Linked DNA regions of Macaca mulatta: region 2 is linked to region 1. Evidence: chromatin contacts called from public Hi-C data. All regions are on one chromosome and are shown on one strand. The core of a region is the stretch at or near the end of the contact, and the rest is flanking DNA. Distances in the headings are between cores, read along the strand shown.

Region 1 (5,683 bases), core at 1,474-3,973:
AGGCACAGTGGCTCACACCTGTAATCCCAGCACTTTGGGAGGCTGAGTCAGGTGGATCACAAGGTCAGGAGTTCAAGACTAGCCTGGCCAATATGGTGAAACCCGTCTCTACTAAAAACACAAAAATTAGCTGGGTGCGGTGGCAGACGCCTGTAATCCCAGTTACTCGGGAGGGTGAGGCAGGAGAATCGCTTGAACCTCAGGGGTGAAGATCGCAGTGAGCCGAGATCGTGCCAATGCACTCCAGCCTGGGCAACAGAGTGAGACTCTGTCTCAGAAAAAAAAAAAAAGTACATGGGAGTATGTGCATATATATAAGGTACTCGAGCATCTTCAGATTTTGTTATCGGCAGGGGGCCTTGGAATCAATCCTCCGTGCATACTGAGAAATGACTAACCATTTTCACCCTTTCCTGAAGGACTGCTGTTCAAGCAAACTTAAATGTGTATCAAAATCACCTGAAGGGCACAGATTGTTAGCCCTACCCCAAGTGTTCCTGACTTAATAGGTCTGAAGTTGAGCCCAAGAATTTTCATTCCCCCAAAATTCCCAGGAGATGCTGATGCTGCTGGCCCAGAGACTACACATCAGAACCACTGCTCTATCCATTTTCCAGGAGTAGGTACTAGAGACAGATCCTCTCTGCTTGTCTCGAGACACACGATGGGAGAACTTGCCCCTAGTGGTGAACTCTTACTCTAAAGACAGGTCACTCCTCTGCTATCAAGTTCTGGCTGGCTAAAAGCTAAAGGGTGCATTTTCTTCATCTTCATGAGCAGCATCTATGAATCTCCTTCTTGTGTGAGGTCTCTACTTGGGCCAGAAATGCCAGGAATGGGCTCCCTCCCTGGTGTGGACCTTCACACATAGATGGGCAGACAGCACGTACCCAGGAGCAGTGTGGTGTGTCAGGAAAGGCATGGGCAAGTGACACAGTCCCTGAACTTCACTTTCCCCATCTCCATAACATGAGACAATGATACCCATCTATTATAGGGTTGCTGAAAAGAGTAAACGGGAATAGTGTGAGGAGTCCCATGTTAACTGTAAAGTGCCGTTTACAGTTAACAGAAATATTAATTATTATTACAGATTCAGGTCAGATTTGCACCTTAACAATTAATGTGGTTTATTTTTTTTTTCCACCTCTAGTGATTTTTGTTTTTAAGGCTTTCTTCACCCTTCCCCCAGCAATAGGTCTTTACCTTTGAGCCCCAGTGTTGATTCTGACTCATTTTTTATAAAAAATAAATAAATAAATAAAAAATGAATGATAGAAATTTATTAAAGCATAGTAAGACAGATTTTATTCAGGACCATCAGGATACGTATAGCAACCATGGCAATGGGATGCCGAATTAGGAGAAAGAGAGTGGGCTCAACTTTAAATACAGCATGGGCAAGTGGGAATTTATAGCCAAGGAACAAAAGTTTGGGGTCACTGGATACAATATTACTAAGAAGGAACTTCACGAGTAAAGGGGTTTCTTGCTGAAAATAGGTGAAGGTGATCAGACATCACCTAAGGATGGTAGAGGATGAGGAACCTGATCAGATATTGAGCGTGGAGGGTTCTAACTGGATTTTCCAAGGAAATACACAGATAAACCTACGAGAAAGTTGAGGAGTCTGACTAAAGTTTGGCCAAGCAAAGAATCCTTGTCACCTTCCATCGTTGTATTCAAACACTTAAGACTCAAGCTGCTCACTACTATCTTTAGGCTCTAAAGAGAAAAGAAAAACAAAAACGATCAAGGGACATGGCATTATACTTTTACATTAGTAAATCCAAAGTCATTTTCTCAATCTCAGCAGTCAAGAATAAAATGATCCGCATTAGTATAGTGGCTAGATTTTATAAAATAAGAAAAAAATATTTTTAAAGAATAAAATGAAAAGAAGCAACAACTAATCAGTTTACCACTAGTTATCACTGAGCTAAGGTTTTGCAGGCCCATTTTACCCCCTCTCCCTTTGCTCTCTGCCATTTGAACCTCAGGTTCAGTGCTAGAATCTCCCCAGTACGAGGCAGATGCAGAGAAAGAGAACGGTGATGTCCACTGAAGGGGAGGAGGAGGGGAGACCATTGACGATCTTGGCAAAGACATTAGCTGTGTAGTAAGTCATCCTTTCTTCCCTTGCCATCTTGTGGCTGTGTTAGGCAGTGATTCTATTCCTGCTGTGTTGGAGGGAAACCACCCAGTCCGTAGTCAGAAGACCTGGATGCAGTATTAATTCTACCACTTACTAGCCGTGTGCCCTTGAACCCATCATTTAACTTCCTCCGTTTTTACATCTGCAAAATGGAACTACCACTATTTGCCTCAAGGAATTGTTTTGGATAATACGTTTTTCCGTGCATACCTGGTATAAGGCAGGTATAAAGTACATCTATTGAGGACATCCTTTCTTTCCGTGGCTTTTTTAACAGTAAAGGAGTATTCCTGGCCTGTGGTCCTACCTCTTGAACGGACGGCGCTGGGCCTACTCTCCGCGGCGAGTAGGCCTGCCCAGCAAAGCCCTAATCCAAGGGATCCGGCCCAAGCTTTCCCTGAATCCCTACCGCCCATGGACCGCTCACCTCCACTTTTGACATTTCCGCTTTCCTGCCGCAGCTGCGGATGGCGTCACTTCCACCGGAAAAGGCGAGCGCAGCCGCGCGGTTGGCGCGAAAGTCGGTTTCCGTTCTGGTCAATTTCCGGGTTCTCCAGCGTTTGCTTTGGGGTAGGGGCGGCGCCGAGTCGGGGGAGGGGGCTGTGCGCCGGGCTGGCGCCCGACCCCAGCCACCGCCCTGCGGGCAGCGCGTCCCCCGACTCGCCGCCCGGAGACCCCGAGGCCCCAACGAGGTAAGTAAGGCGCGGAGTGGGGACTCAGCTCCTCCCCGGCCCCAACTGGGGTTCGCGATGCGTTCTATGGCCTTCAGGACCCTCTTTTCCTGTCCTAGTAACTGGCCCTGGGACTGGCGGGTGGGCCTTTGACACCTAAAGGACGTGGCTTCCGTGATCCCAGAGCCAGGCCTTTTTCTGGAGCTGGGAACTGGAGCATCTGGCCTTATGCAGGGGCAAAGACCATGCTAACTGGCTTCCATGTTTATATTTAAAATCTGTTTACTGAGGGGTGAACGAACCTCGCAGGCCGTGAGTATCCGCAGGGACAGATGCACTCTGTGTATCCATAAAACAAGTGCAATTGAATGTCCATTGGCTTAGAGGGCTTAGAGCCTTCATAGCAGGGCCCTCCTCAGTGTATTCAATTCGGGTTAATTTTGCTCTCTGATTTGCAAGGATTGGTGTTGTCATGTTTTTCTTTGGCTTTGCCAAAGAAAACGGAGGAAGTTAAATGATGGGTTCAAGGGCACATTCCAGGGTTTCTTACAAATGCCTTTGACGAATTCACCGGCAAAGCCAGAATGTATGTCTTTAGGCATTCTTGTCTGCATGGAAAAATAGGTGGGTTAAACATGGAACTTTATACCTAATGTGGTTTTGTTCTTGTTAATGGTTCCTTTATTTTGACAGTTCAGAAATGTCCAGAAATGACAAAGAACCGTTTTTTGTGAAGTTTTTAAAGTCTTCAGACAATTCCAAATGTTTTTTTAAAGCTCTCGAGGTAAGAGTTGAAAACGTCTTAATACCGTGAATTCATTTTCTTGTTTTTAAGTGTTTTTGATTTGTTGGGCTTTATGTCTTAGAAGTAGATATTTCACTTTCATAATAATTTAATAGTCTACGTTAATACAGATATATCATTATTACATATTTTCGAATTGATCTAAGTACATTATTATGTATTTCGGGGGGCTGGAAGTCTATTATCACGTTGCTGTTTAATGTGACTGACCTGCAGTTTTTGGAAATTAAGTTGCTTTCATTTGCCTCCTAACCAGAGTGGTCCTTTGTGTGCTGTAAAAATTTGAGTCAGTCGTATACTGGTCATACTTGAAAATTTTTTGGTTAATTGTTAAAAATTATGTTTTATTATGTACAGTGTGATAATTGGATGATAGTAGAGGTGATGTAGAGCCTTGCTTCTCACAGATCTCAGCAGTATCAGCATGGCCTGGAAGTTTGTTCAAAATGCAGAATCTTGGCCTCCAATCCAGACTCACCACTTAGAATCTGCATCTTTAACAAGATCGTCAGTGTGCATTAAAGTTTGAGAAGCATTTGTAGCAGATTTTTAAAAATTTCATTCATTCAGCAAGTATTTATTGAAGTGTTCATGATTTGATAGGCACTTCTCTAGTACTTGGGATTTATCAGTGATCAGAACAGGCAAAGATTTCTGTTCTCTCAGAGCTTACATTCTAACAGGAGGACATAGACACTAATCAGACATGATAAATTGGGAAGAGAGAAAAGCAAAACAGGTTAAGGGGTTCCAGAGGATGTTTCTTGGGGGTGGGAAGAAAAGGGGGTTATAATTTTAAATAGCGTGCGATCAGGGTAGGCTTTATGGAGAAAAAGATATTTGAGTAAACGTGAAGGAGGTGAGATGCTTTGCAGATATTTGGAGAAGAATGTTTCAGGCAGAGAGAGCAACCTTATACAGCCCCTGGGAAAGTGTCTGTAGTCTCTATCCAAGTTTAGTGTTCTGTTGTGTAGTAAGTGAGGGATGGGGGAAGAGTGCTAAGGAATGTGTCAGAGAATAATGGTAAAGAGGTCATGTAGGGCCTTGTGGGCCATTTTTCTCTCAGTGGAGAGCCATTGGAGGGTTTCAATCAGAAGAGTAAACATGATCTGACTTACAGTTTTAAAGGGATTACTGTATTTAACATAAGGACCTCAAAACTGGTTCAGAACATTTTTGAGTGCTTACTGGGTGTCAGGATATAGTAGCAAACAAGATACATAACGAAACTTCCAGGGGAGAGAGACAAAAACTATATATATATGTATTTTTAAATAAAATAGACTAAAAGGGTAGAGGAAGGGTATTTGAGAAAGCATGGTTAGGATAGGCATCTCTGGGGAGGTGACATTTAAGCAGACCTGATTGAAGTGGGGGATTAAGTCAGGTGAAAACTTGGAAAAAGAGTATTCCCTGCTGCAAGATCAAGAGCAGAGCATCTAAATGAGGTTATGATTGGCTTGTTCCAGGGCTGGCAAGAAAGTGGGAGTGGCTGGAATAGAGTAAGCAAGGGAGATGAGAAGTAGGAGGTAAAGGTGGGAAGATAGGCAGGAACCAGACTGTGTTGTCTTGAAGGCTATAGTAAGAAATGTGGATTTTATTCTGGGTGCGGTGTGAAGACATTAGGTTTTGAGCAGACAGTGACATGATTTGACTTGTATTTTTAAAAAGATTATTAGCTGCTGTGTAGAGAACAGATTTAGGGCAAGGAAGGGAAAAAGACCATTTGGGAGCCTTCTGCAGAGGTCTAAGTGAGACATGATGGTGACTCTCAATAGGGAAAAGGCTGGATTTGAGATGGAATTTGAATAGGACCTAAATACAGGGGAGTCATTTCAGGTACGTTCTTATTTTATTTTTTCTTTCAGTCCATAAAAGAATTCCAATCAGAAGAATATCTTCAGATTATTACAGAAGAAGAGGCATTGAAGATAAAGGAGAATGATAGATCACTTTATATCTGTGACCCTTTTAGTGGCATTGTCTTTGATCACCTCAAAAAGGTTTGCTGACTTCTAGTGTGTTCCTTTGGTAGTCTGTTTTTTGGTTTAT
Region 2 (6,565 bases), core at 1,049-3,548, 130 kb before region 1:
CAAATATCCTTTCTAACCTTTTGAATTTTTGTACCACGTGCATGTATTACCTATTCAAAACATAAAAGGTTTAATGCCCACTCTTAAGAACTCACTGTAAAGTTGGAAAGAAGACACAGAAACAAAAAATAAGAATAAAATGTGATATAACATTACTGTACATTAAGGTACAACAATGCAGAGGAGGGCATGATTAAATCTACTGTACAGATTGTCAAGAGCAGAATTTGTCACAAAGAATATGTTTCTCCATAAAAATAAGCTACAAATGGTACTTACATCCTCAGATGAACTCATCCTAAAAATGTCCTTAACTGACACACCACAGTAAAGTAAGACTGTCAGACTCCAAAACTCCACAAACATCTTACCCTGTTATTGTTGACTCTGTATACAGCAGAGCTGTCAGTAATGGAAGTCTGAGTGTCTCTGTAAAGGCCTGTTAACAACTGTAAAAAAAACAAGATGGGAGATATTCAACATTTTAATAGCAAACCAAAATTGAGTTATATTATTCTAAGTCTCCCAGGTGTAAGGTTAAGTAAATGAATGCTGCTTGCAATAGGTGAAAAAGACCATATTAATATTTTTTACCTGTAGAAAAAAAAATCGAATTAATTGCAAATTTTACTCCTTAATGGTATAAAAATAACATTATTCTCAAAAGACAGTTAGTGGCCAAATTTCCCAATCTTCTGTAAAGATTTTTAACCATCAAAAATGATTTGAAGCCTGGGCAATGTGGCGAAATCTCATCTCTACAAAAAATATAAAAAATTAGACGGGCTTAGTGTCGCACGCCTGTAGTCCCAGCTACTCGGAAGCTGAGGTGGGAGAATCATCTGAGTCCCAGAAGTCAAGGCTGCAATGAGCGGAGATCCCGCCACTGTACCCCAGCCTGGGCATTGGAGCGAGACCCTGCCTCAAAAAAAAAAAAAAAAAAAAAAAGATTTGAGCTATTTCTTGAATGGAAGGGAAATAATTTATACTCTCAGAAAGAAAAGTTAAAAAGCAGAAAACCTCTCCTATTCACCATGTTAAAACACACTATTAAAAATACTAAATGTATTAAAAATAAATATTAGTAAAAAGAAGCTAACTAGCCCACTATGTCAAAGAAGGATCATCCTGTGAAAAAGTGTCTTTGATAAACTCTCATAAGAATTTGTTAACCAAGGAATGATAAACTGTAGACCACTGGCTTCTGTGCTTCTGCTATTCTGGAATGAAACTAATTAAATAAAACCCTTAAATGTGATAAAGACTAAATATCAGCATCTGGCAAGGGCAAAAAAAAAAAAAGAAAAAAGAGGAAAAATGATCAACATTTCTCAATTATGGGTTTCTAAGAGTCTTTCTGTTCTCCCAAGTAAGTCAAGTAAATTTGGTAACTCTCAAATTTACCAGCATCAGCTTCTTTTAGAAAATAAACCATGAGATGACAGGAATACTGGGATGCTATACAATTTTCTATTAAGCTTAACAGGGGTGTAAATGAAATCATTTACCCTGACAAAGAGCAACGTTTTCCCGGAGTCACAAAGGCCAACAAAAAGAACAGCTCTCTGACTGCTCCTTCTGCTCCGGATTAACTTCCAGAAGACTGTGGAATAGAAAGAAAAACAACAGAAATTACGCCTTGGCAATCAGTATATGTGCATGGCTGGGGTGGGGAAATTCACAGAAGTCTGTGATGAAACACCTCATTCACCTGGAACTGACTTTTATCATAATGGTTACTATTGCTGTTGTTAGGGGCCCACTGAGCCGGGCGTGTCAACTGTCAACTTTTCTTTGCACTCCTTACTCTGACTGGGGACTCAAGTGCGATCTCACTACCTTGGTATAGGCTGAAAGTTGCTGTCAAGACCCTGAATCCTTGCACTGAGAACAGCGGAAGGTGGGGAATAGCGCACTCAAGCATGACAGGGAAGATGACGAAGAGCAATCCGCGCCCCAAAGACCAGGATGTAACTCCGGGGGTCGCCCGGGATCTCCCTTAACGCCCCGCTGCTGCCGCTGCTTCAGGCGAGAGGGTGGGGTGTAGACTGGGTGGGTCTCACCCTCCTGATGCCCTCAAGGCGCTCTCTCAGCCCGGACCTCTGCCCGCCCCGCACCCGCCATAACCACCGGCCGCCTTTTACCTAGCGTCAGCAGCACCGCAAGAACCGCCACCACTACTGACAATAGCGTTGGGTCCGTTTGCTGCAGCTCCTGCCGCAAGGAGTCTAGGTAGGGCTGGAAGGTGCCCCCAGCACCGCCGCCATCTGCCACCCGGCGCAAGTCCGCGGAAGCCATGGATGAAACGCGTGGTCTCGGGTACCGCAAAAGCGACGTGGCCCTGCACTCTGCGCAGGCGCAGGGAGCAGAGCCTCACGCGAATGGTGGTTCCTAAGCCTTAGTCTCTCCCTCAGCCGCGGTGATCCCCAAGTGCCTGATGGGAGTTGTAGTTCTCTGGTACTCGGTCCTCCTGCAGAACGACAGGGGAGGGACACACACATCTTTGAAGATACGAGTCAGTCGTCGTCACGTACGTTATGGCTGTTGAAAGAATGATGAAATCAATAAAATGAATGACTCCCGAAACTACCACTGAGGATTTCCTGACCGTCGCTAAGTGACGTGAGACTTGTGAAGAACTCAAGCATCCTACAAACATTTAATCTGAATTTAATGTGGCAAGGGATGTGCTAGATGGATGCGCGGAGCGATGCGGGAATACATAATGGGACGCAGAGTCCATCATGAGTTCAGAGAAAAGCTTCTGGAAATTCGAACTGAGTCCTGAAGAACGAGTTAGCATGTGCGAGTGGTTAAAGGAAAAAGAGGTGCTGTGCAGAAAAAAATGAGTATAAGAAATGATGTGCGTGGGAAAGCTAACTAATTCAGTGCCCCTACACTGTCAATCTAGGGCTGCAAACTCAAACGTCTGCATTAAAGGAAGCAACTAGGAAAGTCAACGCCCAGGAGAGCTGGGGCTGTTGAAAACTGCAGAGGTTATTTCTGCTGAAAGTGGGGCCGACCTTATTCAGCCAGGTAGGTGTTGTGGGACCTAGGTGGCCAGTTCTTCCAGTTTTCAAGAGAAGCAATAAAGGCAGGTTTTTATGGGAAGTTTTCCACTTTTGAAATTTTGGTAGGTAATTGAAAGCATTCAAAAACTTGTGGCCCAAATAAAACACCAAAAGTGGCCAACCTCGAGGGTCCCAGTTCACAGTCTCTGTCATTAAACAGGTTGTCATTGTTTTAAAATGTACACATGATTTAATTTAATTGTATGACTGAGTAGAGACATGAAGATGTCAGTGTCACTGAAAGATTGAAAAAAGTTACTACAGTTCCACATTGCCATTGAAAAAGTTGTCAGAATCAAAATGGAGTCACTTTATTTATTTATTTATTTATTTAAATCAGAAAAATGGAGCTGGTGAAAGGCCGTGGAGGGAGGGTTCTCATGCACTAATGCCTGATGACAAAAACTGTCACAGAAGACTGCAAAAACCACAACCGTGCACAAAGGGCATCGCAACCTTACACACAAAAAATATGTCTGTGAGGACAGCTACCCAGCAACTGCCTGTCCAGCCTATTACTGATGCTATCCTTGCTGTTTGATCCTTGTAGCCGAGGATAATTATCTCAAAACAGTTATGGAATCTGACTCATTTTTTCTTTTTTTCTTTTTTTTTTTTTTTGAGACGGAGTCTCATGCTGTTGCCCAGGCTGGAGTGCAGTGGCGCGATCTCGGCTCACTGCAAGCTCCGCCTCCCAGGTTCCCGCCATTCTCCTGCCTCAGCCTCCTGAGTAGCTGGGACTACAGGCGCCCGCCACCGCGCCCGGCTAATTTTTTGTATTTTTAGTAGAGACGGGGTTTCACTGTGGTCTCGATCTCCTGACCTTGTGATCCGCCCGCCTCAGCCTCCCAAAGTGCTGGGATTACAGGCTTGAGCCACCGCGCCCGGCCGACTCATTTTTTCTTTAAAAATCTTTGTCTTCCTTTACACCTCCCTGAATGTGCACATAGTTGAAATGGCATACATATTCCCACTGCAATGCCTACTCATGAATAAATGTTATTTTCTTTTAGAGCCTCCCTCTCTGCTTGTCATTTAGCTTGATAACACTCAGGGCCACACAAAACCTCAACGTGCACAGGGACAAGGAAAAAGAGAGGAACTGGCATTGGACCTGGTGACTCACAGCTATTAATCCCAGCACTTTGGGAGGCCAAGGCAGGAGGATTACTTGAGGCCAAGAATTCAAGACCAGCCTGGGCAACATAGTGAGACCCTGTCTCTGCAAAAAAAACCATTTTTTTAATTAAAAAATAATTAGCCAGGCATGGTGGCATATGCCTGCAGTCCCAGCTACTTGGGAGACTGAGGCAGGAGCATTTGAGCTCAGGAATTCCAGGTTACCATGAGCTGTGATCACATGCCACTACACTCCAGCCTGGGCAACAGAGCTAGACCCTGCCTCCAAAAAAGAAAAAAAGAGAGGAACTGGGACTCTGCCTTTATTACTAATGTGTCAGCAAGTAGCTAGATAGAGACATTTTTGATTGGGCAAGAAGTGAAACACAGATGTTAAGGGTTGTGGTAGGAAGCTTTGTAATATGATTTAGGCACACCCTCAAAAGCCAGGCCACGGGGGAAATGTAAACAATGTTGGCTGTTAGTTTGGCCTGGTGATGAATGGATGCCAAATCATCAATTATAAAATCTATAAATATTGATTAGAGCAGTCATTTAAGTAGGAGTGACAGGAGATGAAGCTAGAAAGATTGGCAGGAATCAGACCAGAAGGGATTTTGTGTGCTATGTTGAGGATCTTAGAGTTTATCCAGAATGCAGTAAGAAGTTTCATTTGGGGTGATATAGATAATTGGCAGATCTATGGAGAACTAACACTTGAGAGAAAAAAAAAAAAAAAAAAAAAAAAAAAACTTCAGGCAGAGAGAGCAGCTGAGAGCATTTAGGTAAAAGATGCAGTATTTAGGCAAAGGATGCTCAGAATCTAATACAGAGACAGAAATAGGTATGAAAATGAGGGCACAAATTTGAGAGATGTCTGAGAGTTAAAATACATAGGATGTGATTAGTTGGATATTGTGAATTAAGTAAAAGGAATGTTTTCAAGGCTGCATCCTAGGTGGTGGGTGTGGGTGACTAGGAAGATGAGAAAGCCATTAAATGAATTAGGGACCTCAATGGTAGGGGGCTTGGGGCTGTGGATCCAATGTAAGAGTAGCCAGAATGAAAACTGTCTCTTTTCTATATGTTGCATTTCAGGTGCTTCTGGGAAATCTAAAAACTTATGTCAAGCAAGTGATGAGTAAACATAAAGTTCCACAAGTATACACTAGGTTTTCATTTGGGAGTCAGGAATAAATAATTGGTCATTAAAATCATGGAGAGCATGAAGAATGAGGAAAGGAACCCACAAAAAAGCCTAGGAAGGAAGAGTCAGTGGCACAGGAGTAAAACAGACATGTCCTATAAGTAGTCAGTAGCATCTTCTGTAGCAGAGAGACTCCTTTGATGAGGCTTTGAATGAGTCTGAGCTCAAGGGGATAAGCAAGAGATGGGGGAGTGTGAGGATGGAAGCAAGACTATGGTGTATGGGGAAGACAGTGGGGCATGAAGATAGTTTCTAATGTTAATGAGCACTTCCTGGTGCCAAGCATCATTCCAAATACTTTTAGTTTTTTTTTTTTTCAGGCAGAGTCTCACTCTGTTGCTGAGGCTGGAGTGCAGTGATAATATGGCTCACGCCTGGAACTCCTGGGCTCAAGTGATCCTCTGCTTCAGCCTCCCAAATAGCTGGGACTACAGGCACGAACACCATGCCCAGATAGTTTTTTTATTTTTATTTTTGTAGAGACACAGTCTCTCTCTGCTGCCCAGGCTGGTCTTGAGCTCCTGGGCTCAAGCGATCCTCCTGCTTCAGCTCCCGAAGTGGTGGGATTACAGGCATGAGCCACCACGCCCTGCCTAATGTATTAATTTGTTTAATTTTCACACTGACTCATTTTCTAACTTTACAGAGGGGAAACTGAAGCAGGGTTGAGTAACCTCCCTAAGGATATATAGTAATGAGCAGGCTTGGGACTTCATCCCAGGCAATGGGCTTCTATCTACTTAACTGTATGCTTTAACACAGTAGGATTCATTTTCAAGGCATTTTTATTGATAAAGGTAGGTGATAGGAACTCCAGATCAAGGAAGGATGGTTAAGATGTGAGGCTTAAGTAAGTAAACCAACTACTTTATTTTAAATTACCAATTTCAAAACTATCAGAACTGGCAGCAGTCATGCCACATTCCATTTCTCTTATTTCTTATGGTCCTAACCCCTGCTCTGTATTCACCACTCAAAACACACATACACACACACACCCCTTGTGTAATATAATCACTGATTCCTCTTTAGAAAAATCACTGGATATTACCATTAGACCTCCTGACTGGGGACTAAAGATGCAGGGAAGAAGGAAGGGCCAGACACAGAGAATTCCAACCGTAACTGTCTTAACTCTGAGGATATTCGGTCAGAGCTATGTGAATGG

Evidence for each region. A called contact is a pair of places that touch in the nucleus more often than the background predicts.
Region 2: a contact with region 1 is called in a Hi-C map of fetal cortex germinal zone, with 4 times the contacts expected there. The contact joins the promoter of SRPRB here to the promoter of TOPBP1 in region 1. A contact is called at or near these places in 3 of 14 Hi-C or Micro-C datasets (fetal cortex germinal zone, fetal cortical plate and liver).

Annotation. Positions count from the first base shown.
Region 1 is chr2:36,717,417-36,723,099 of T2T-MMU8v2.0, reverse strand. TOPBP1 (DNA topoisomerase II binding protein 1) reads left to right here and starts at 2,723. Exons shown (of 28, transcript NM_001266430.1): 1 at 2,723-2,847; 2 at 3,520-3,610; 3 at 5,500-5,634. The coding sequence starts at 3,527.
Region 2 is chr2:36,848,639-36,855,203 of T2T-MMU8v2.0, reverse strand. SRPRB (SRP receptor subunit beta) reads right to left here and starts at 2,298. Exons shown (of 7, transcript NM_001190876.1): 1 at 2,145-2,298; 2 at 1,509-1,603; 3 at 372-449. The coding sequence starts at 2,298.